2 separate regions of the Pan troglodytes genome follow, and region 1 is linked to region 2. The links are chromatin contacts, called in public HiChIP or PLAC-seq maps. All regions are on one chromosome and are shown on one strand. Each heading gives the region's core, a stretch centred on a gene start, on an enhancer-like site or on the middle of the called end of the contact. The rest is flanking DNA. Distances are from core to core; before and after follow the strand shown.

Evidence for each region. HiChIP or PLAC-seq counts read pairs in DNA pulled down with a chosen protein or histone mark.
Region 1: a contact with region 2 is called in an H3K4me3 HiChIP or PLAC-seq map of stem cell-derived excitatory neurons, with 6 times the contacts expected there. The contact joins the promoter of TM7SF2 here to the promoter of CDC42BPG in region 2. A contact is called at or near these places in 1 of 7 Hi-C or Micro-C datasets (stem cell-derived neural progenitor cells) and 1 of 1 datasets of contacts at active chromatin or transcription factors (stem cell-derived excitatory neurons).

The regions. Positions count from the first base shown.
Region 1 is chr9:67,439,139-67,443,139 of NHGRI_mPanTro3-v2.0_pri, forward strand. TM7SF2 (transmembrane 7 superfamily member 2) reads left to right here and starts at 2,117. Exons shown (of 10, transcript XM_063783054.1): 1 at 2,117-2,471; 2 at 3,005-3,201; 3 at 3,301-3,355; 4 at 3,710-3,904; 5 at 3,981-4,001. The coding sequence starts at 2,117. VPS51 (VPS51 subunit of GARP complex) reads left to right here. Exons shown (of 10, transcript XM_009423455.4): 7 at 195-413; 8 at 972-1,093; 9 at 1,184-1,271; 10 at 1,817-2,198. The coding sequence ends at 2,077.
Region 2 is chr9:67,165,533-67,169,478 of NHGRI_mPanTro3-v2.0_pri, forward strand. It overlaps CDC42BPG (CDC42 binding protein kinase gamma), which reads right to left and starts at 2,333. Exons shown (of 36, transcript XR_010147234.1): 1 at 2,081-2,333.

The DNA.
Region 1 (4,001 bases), core at 867-3,366, 270 kb after region 2:
CTAGCCGGGTGGGGAATGGTATTGCTGGGAATGCAGGTGGCTGGACAGTGCCCTCATGGCCAGACCGCAGACCAGCTGCCTGTGTGTACCGCAGCCTCCACCTTGCCCAATCTGTGCCCAGCTCCTGGTTGGCAGTGGCCCCTGAGCTGCCCCCGCCATACCCACTCCCTCTGTCCTCTGCCTCCTTGGCTCAGGATCAGTTCCCAGTGACGCCTGTGAGCACACTGTGTGCAGAGGCCAGGGAAACGGCGCGGCGGCTGCTGACCCACTACGTGAAGGTGCAGGGCCTGGTCATATCACAGATGCTGCGCAAGAGCGTGGAGACTCGCGACTGGCTCAGCACTCTGGAGCCTCGGAATGTGCGGGCCGTCATGAAGCGGGTGGTGGAGGATACCACCGCCATCGACGTGCAGGTGCTGCCCAGGCTGGCCGGGGTAGCCCTGACGCAGGCTGGGGGTACTGTCCCTTCAAGAGGGGCTGGGGCAGCAGAGGATCACTAGCAGTCCCTGCCTGGAGGAGGGGACATGTGTATCTGGGCTTCTCACGGGGCCAGTTCTGTAGCCAGGGCGTCCGTGAGGGAACCCCAGGGGAACAAGTCTCCAAGGATGAAGACCAAAGGGGCTGGGGAGTGCCTATGTCCACGGTCTTGTTCCTCCTCAGCCCAGGATTATGACATCTTCGCCCCTATTTTACCTGTGGAGAAGCAGAGGCTCAGGGTTACCCAGGAAGTCAGGGCAGGGTTGGTGCTGGTGCTGAAGATTAGACCTCAGACCAACTCTTGTATCCTGCCTTTGCCCCACTCCACTGGTTCTATAAATAGCGACCATGTACCTACTAAATAGCGGGCCCCGCGGTGATTACCCTGTGATCCTTGTGATGCTTGAGTAGCTGACTTAGGGCATCCTCAGCACCGATGGGCTGGTGGTTTCCCCTGACTCGGGGCTCCTTGCAGTACCTCTTTTTACCACCAGGTGGGGCTCCTGTACGAAGAGGGTGTTCGCAAGGCCCAGAGCAGCGACTCCAGCAAGAGGACCTTCTCCGTGTACAGCAGCTCTCGGCAGCAGGGCCGCTACGCCCCCAGCTATACCCCCAGGTCTGGCTGGTCAGGGGAGCCCCAGGGGGAAGGGACAAAAGAGGGCGAAGGTGCAGGGCGGGCTCTGATTCCTTGTCTTCCCCAATCCAGTGCCCCGATGGACACCAACCTCTTGAGCAATATCCAGAAGCTATTCTCTGAACGTATTGATGTGTTCAGCCCTGTGGAGTTCAACAAGGTCCGACTTCCAACGTGACTCAGACTTCCAGGGATCCCGGGGAGGGTTGGCTGGAGCAGCCCCACACCTGCCCAAGGAGCCCCAGGACTCTGTGACCAACTGGGGGTGACCCTGACCCTCCAGTCTCTGTCTCTAGGGCTGTTTTTAGGTAGTACAGAGTGCCCTGCCTCCAAATCCCACAGCCCTTGTCCCAGTCTTGGTGTGTGCCCAGCCTGAGTCTGGGTGCTGACCTGGGATTACTGTTTGCCCTTGTCCTTATCCCCACAGTAGTCTTGGGTCCTCCCCAGGGTTTTCTGTTCACCCATGGTCCCTGCCCCGCCTCACTCCAAGCTCAGGGATGCCTCTGATTGCTGGGCCCTACCTGTCCCCTGCCCTCCAGATGACGGCGCTAACATTGTATCCCTCCCCTCTTATCTGGCCCCGGAGACTTTCTGCCTCATCCCAGCTACTTCCATCGTATGTCTCCCGGGCCCCTGCTTGGAACTTGGGTGTCCCCCACACACACCTGCAGTCCCCAAGCTGCATCCCTGTGTCCCTGCCTGCAGGTGTCGGTGCTGACCGGCATCATCAAGATCAGCCTGAAGACGCTGCTGGAGTGTGTGCGGCTGCGCACCTTTGGGCGCTTCGGGCTGCAGCAGGTGCAAGTGGACTGCCACTTTCTGCAGCTCTACCTGTGGCGTTTTGTGGCCGACGAAGAACTCGTGCACTTGCTGCTGGACGAAGTGGTGGCCTCTGCTGCCCTGCGCTGCCCAGACCCTGTGCCCATGGAGCCCAGTGTGGTCGAGGTCATCTGCGAGCGCGGCTAGGCGCAGCCGCTGCCATGCACCTGTCTGTCCCTGCACCCCATGGCACCCAGGATCTGGTCTCGGTGGTCCTTCCCCGCAGGCAGGTGTCAGGACCGGCCTAATAAACATGTGTGGCCTCCTCCTCTCGCTTGCTGGGCGGGCCTTTCCGGGGGCGGGGTTTTGAAGCTGAGGCTTCTGAGGCGCCCGCGTCGGGTCCGCCCCCGAGCGCCGATTGGCTGGTGTGCTGGGCCCAGCATGGGCAGGGGGCGGTTCCACTTAAAAACCCTGGGACAAGAGCGGTCCTTGTCTGCGTTCCGTGTCCAGGCAGGTGCAGGCGCCGCGGGGCCGGATCCTCCGCGCGGCCGAGTCCATCTCCTGGGAAATGGGGCGGACAGTGTTTCCTTGACCGACTATTGTGAGCGCCCTCTCTCTCCGGCGGAGCGGAGACCATGGCCCCCACTCAGGGCCCCCGGGCCCCGCTGGAATTCGGAGGGCCCCTGGGTAATGGGGCAGAGAGAGGGGACCTGGGGCAAAGGCTAAGCGAAGGAGAGCTGGAGCGGGTGAACTAAGAGCGGGGGCGAGATCTGAGGATGGAAGGCTTTGGGGGTGTCGGAGGCAGAGGGACCCGGGGGTTTGCAGCGAAGGGTGTCTGGAGAGGGAGAGCTGAGGAGGGGCCGGTTCTGGGGGCTGCAGAACGGGGATTTATGGTGTCGACTGGGAGCAGGAGGAGGGTCTTCGAGGGGCCTGGGGGCGGGGGACTAAGATGGACGCCTGGGAAGGGAACTGGGAGGCAGCGGGGTGCCTGGGGGCCGAGGGCTGAGGACGGGGTGCGGAGGCGCACTCTGGGAATGCCGAGAGGGTCCCGCAGAGACGTCAGGGCGCCCGTGCGGGCCGGCGGGGAGCTGGGGGGCTAGGGGCGGACGCCCGACGTGATGGCCCTTCCCGCAGGCGCCGCGGCTCTGCTACTGCTGCTGCCCGCCACCATGTTCCACCTGCTCCTGGCGGCCCGTTCGGGCCCCGCGCGCCTGCTGGGTCCACCCGCGTCCCTGCCCGGGCTGGAGGCGCTGTGGAGCCCACGGGCGCTGCTGCTGTGGCTCGCCTGGCTCGGCCTGCAGGCGGCGCTCTACCTACTGCCGGCGCGCAAGGTGCGGGCCCCGCTCGCGGACGCTCGGGGGAGGGAAGCGAATGGGCTCGGCGAGGGAAAGGACGCCCTGGGCCTTATCAGAGCCCCCTTGGACCCGCAGGTGGCCGAGGGGCAGGAATTGAAGGACAAGAGTCGCCTGCGCTATCCTATTAACGGTGCCTAGGGGACGGGCCCTCGCGCTGGAGTTAAGCGGCCGGGGGTGGAGCTCCAGGCCTAGCGGGGAGGTCCACGGAGATTGGCCCCCACCCCAGGCTCCTTTGTGTGCCTCTGTTACGCCCAGGACAGACGCCGGGGGCTCTCCCTAAGCCCCTCGTCCCCACAGCCTTACCCCATTTACTGCTACTCCGTGCACCACAGCAGTGGCTGGGGTGATCCTCTGAAGGCCAGGGTGGCAGCCTAATGCTTGGGGCAGGGTCTGTGGCCCCCCTGAGTTTTGGGCTCTACGTGTGTTTGCGGGGTGGGGATGTGGAGGCGCGCAGCCCCAGGGCTCACTGTGCGCTGTGGTTCAGGCTTCCAGGCCCTGGTGCTGACAGCCCTGTTGGTGGGGCTGGGGATGTCAGCGGGGCTGCCTCTGGGGGCGCTCCCGGAAATGCTCCTGCCCTTGGCGTTTGTCGCCACCCTCACCGCTTTCATCTTCAGCCTCTTTCTCTACATGAAGGCGCAGGTAGCCCCAGTTTCGGCCCTGGCACCTGGGGGGAACTCAGGTGAGAGGTGTCCTGGGGTGGAGATGGAGGCAGATTGGGGCGTCTGCCTGTACATTCACTCTCCAATGTTCTCCAGGCAATCCGATTTACGACTTTT
Region 2 (3,946 bases), core at 1,083-3,582:
TCTTAGGAAACTGGACAGGTGACATTCCTTATCCCCAGAGAGGCTTCTCTCCCATTCAGGAGCTGTGGGCCTGGGTCCGGGGACCCTGTAGGCATAGAGGTGCCTGGTTGGGGGTGAGGCCTGCAGCCCCTAGGGCAGGGAGGACAGGCTCTATGCTTCCCACGTGGGGCCCCTCAGGCTGGAGGCATGGATGCCAGTCTGCCAAGGTGCTGAGACTCACAAACAGGACAAAGATGCCTTTCCCTGGTGCTAGCACTAGCCCCTAAAGGCGTGAGTGCTCAGGATGCCTCCAGGCCTGACCGGCTCTCTCACTCCCAGCCCTGCCTCCCTGTCTGGACGAAGCTTTTGTCTGGTCAAGAACGTCCTCTTTCCTCACATCCCAGATACCTCCAGGAAGGGCAACTCCAGCCACTCCCAGGCACTTTCCAGGCCTGGATTAGCCCCAGGTTTTGGGAAGGAATTGGGTCTTAGGGAGGCAGGAGTGATCAGTCAGGATGGGGGGCAGCTGTGGTCTGGCGCCCTGCCTCAGTTTCCCCCTGCCAGGAGGTAAACTCCCTGCCAGCTGGGCGGGTCTGTGGGTGGGACAGAGAGCTGTTCCACAGGTTTATCAGGCAGAAGCCCGCAGCGGGGGCGGGGTGGAAACCTCATTACAGAAATTCATTGTCTCTTTCCCAGGTCTGTGTGTGGAGCTGGGGAGGAGCAGCCCCGGGCCTCCCCGTGGGAGTTGAAGCCAGCACCATAGGGACCCACCCGCCAGAAGAGGGCCGAAGCCCAGGCCCACAGGCAGGAGGATCCAGGCCCCTGGACAGGCTGCCTAATCCTCTGGCCTCCCACAGGGCATGGGGGCTCCGGGCAGGAGCAGGGACAAGTAGAGACAAGCAGGAGAGGAATGAGTCACGGCCCTTTGAGTTACCTTGGGAGATTGTCAACAGGGGTCCCAGGCAGAGGTGCTGGAGGCAGTCAGGGAGGAGCACACATGTGTGTGCAAACACACACACGTGTGTGGGTGTCATGGGGGGGTGACAACAACACAGGCAGACAGGCATAGCACGGAGGCATACCAGGGAGACAGGCACAGAGGCAGGGGCCTCTGACTGCCTCGCCCTGGATGGAAGGGTTGGGGCTAGGGGACAACTCCCTGGCACATCTGGGTGGCAGCCTCCCCCTCTACCCCAGGCCTTGTGCCTTCCCAGAGCTCAGGAGTGCCAGGAACGCTAGTTGCCCACTGGGCAAACACCTGCCTCACCCTGCCCTGGCCAGGCCCCCGTGCCTTTTCCCCATGGCCCGGCAGGGTGTGACCAGGGAACCCTCCAGCTGGCGCCAGTGCCCACAGTGGGTTCAGGGTCACCCCGGGCCAGCCACTCCCAATGACTCAGATGAGTCTACCAGGAAAGGTACAGACCCATCTCCAGCTAGGCCCCCCTCCCCGGCGCCGGCGCCACAGCCCCCAAGGAGCTTGGCCAGCAGCCTGCACAGGCCAAGGGTTGGAAATCGGTTCCTGAGTCCAGGCTGCAGTGGTCTTGTACGCAGGGAGCTGGGGGTGTGTGTGTTGGTGGGGGGAAGGTCTGCAAGTGTGCGATACCTACAGATCTGTGTGTTTTGCAGTGCCAATGCGGTCGGGGTGGTCTGCAGCGCTCCCTGGGTCTCTCCATGAGTTGTGTGTCTCAATGCATCCGAGAGGAAGGAGAAACAGAGCCCGTGTATCAGTGGGTGACATGCATGAGGGTCTGTGTGTGTCCTGCGTCAGGTGTGGCCTGTAAGCAAGGAAATCTGTACGGGACTCTAGGCGGTGCACTGGGTACATGCGTCTGCGGTCGATACCTGAGCACAAGTTGGTGTGTGTGTGCATGTGTCGGGGTCTGTGAGAGGGAAGGAGCGTGTGTGAGAATTGGAGTGAGGGTGAGGTGTGCAGGCGAGTGTGCGGGCCGCGGGGGTCCGGTGGTACGCGTCAGGGCCACTGCAGGGAGTCTGCGAGGGAAGCCCGTGGGGGTGCGGGTCCCTGCGGGAAAGTCTGCGGGTGCGGGGGTCTCGGCGCGATATCCCTAGGCCCGCCCCCGCTCCGTGCCGCCCCGCCACTCACCCCAGCTCAGGAACTGCGCCACGCTGCGCTCCCGCCGTAGGGGGCCGCTGCTGAGCTCGTGGTGCAGCGCCAGCAGCAGATCTAGGAGGCCGTCGAGCCCCGGGCAGCCGCCGGCCTCGCCCCGCGCCAGCTGCTCCAGCGCGCGCAGCCGCCGCTCCATGGCTGCGGCCGGAGCCTCGCTGCTCGGCTACAGTCTGGCCGCCCGCATGCCCGCCTGTCGGGCCGTCCGTCCGCCCAACCGTCTGAGGCTCTGTCCGCGCGTCCTCCCCCCCCTCTCCCGCCCTCCCCGCTGTCACCTTCCTCCGCCGCCGCCAGCGCGCCCTCACCTGGGCGCCGCGCCCCGCCCCCCGACGGACGGGCAGGTGCGCGCCGGCCAATGGGAGCCGCGGCTGGAGGTGAAGGTGGGGGCGGAGGCGCGCGGGGGCGGGCCCAACTCCCGGCCAGGAAGTGCGGGGGCGGGCCAGGGAGAACAACTGACTTCTGCGAGGGGCGCGGTGGGGTTCCGCGGGGTCGGAAAGACTCCCCAGGTCCCCGCGCGGCCCCAGACCCAGACTTACCTGGGCCCTCCCTGGGCCCTGACCCAGGAGGCGCGGAGCACTGCAACTTCTCTCGCCCCCTGGGTCGCAGCCGCCTTGCCCTTGGCTAAGAGAGAGGGGCTAGGGACGCCCGCGGCCCCGGAGCCGGATGGGAATTGTAGTTCGCTCTCTCCATGGTTTGCCCGCGCTTGGCACCCATCGCCCCCCCCGCCCCCGCCCAAAAAAAAGTTTCTGAATCTTACTTTGATTGTATCATTAGAGTTGATGTGGGAGACAGGAAGTTGGGGTAGGGATGGTCACGCCCATTTGGCAGATGGACACACTGAGGCTTGGGAAGGAGGAAGGCGAATTGAGGGGCTGAGGACAAGGTGGCTCTTAAGTTAGACCCTGGGGTGGAGGTGGAGCTGGGCTGGTACCAACACCACAGGCGTTTTAAGCTTCAGTAGGAGCAGGGCCTGAGGTCTGACCTGGAACGTGAAGGGCAAGGAGAGGTCTGAGATAGGCTGGAGGAGGTTGGGGAGGGGAGGGGCTGGCTCTGTCCAGTGGTATTTCTGATTTCTGTCCAGCTGTGTCCAGCTGGGATGGACCAGGCACCATGAGGAGAGATCAAAGGGTGGGACATACTGGTGGCTTCAGACAACACTTTTTTTTTTTTTTTTTGAGACAGGGTCTCTCTGTCACCCATGCTGGAGTGCAGTGACGCAATCATAACTCACTGCAGCCTTGACCTCTTAGGCTCCTGCCTCAGCCTCTTGAGTAGCTGGGATTACAGGCAGATGCCACCACACCCAGCTGATTTTTTATTTTACTTTTTGGAGTCAAGGGTTATTGTTATGTTGACCAGGCTGGTCTCGAACTCCTGGGCTCAGGTAATCCTCCCACCTTGGCCTCCCGGAGTTCTGGGATTACAGACATGGGCAACTACACCCGGCCTAGACAACACTTTCTTTTTTGAGACAGGGTCTCACTCTGTCCCCTAGGCTGGAGTGCAGTGGTGCAATCGTAGCTCACCACAGCCTCAACCTCCTGGGTTCAAGTGATCCTCCCACCTAGCTCACCACAGCCTCAACCTCCTGGGTTCAAGTGATCCTCCCACCTCAGCCTCCCGAATAGCTGAGACTACAGGCTCACACCACCAGGCCAGGCTGATGTTTTGTTTTTTGAGATGGAGTCTCACGCTGTCACCCAGGCCAGAGTGCAGTGGCACGATCTCGGCTCACTGCAACCTCTGCCTCCCAGGTTCAAGAGAGTCTCCTGCCTCAGCCTCCCAAGTAGCTGGGATTATAGGCATGTGCCACCACACCCAGCTAATTTTTGTATTTTTAGTAGA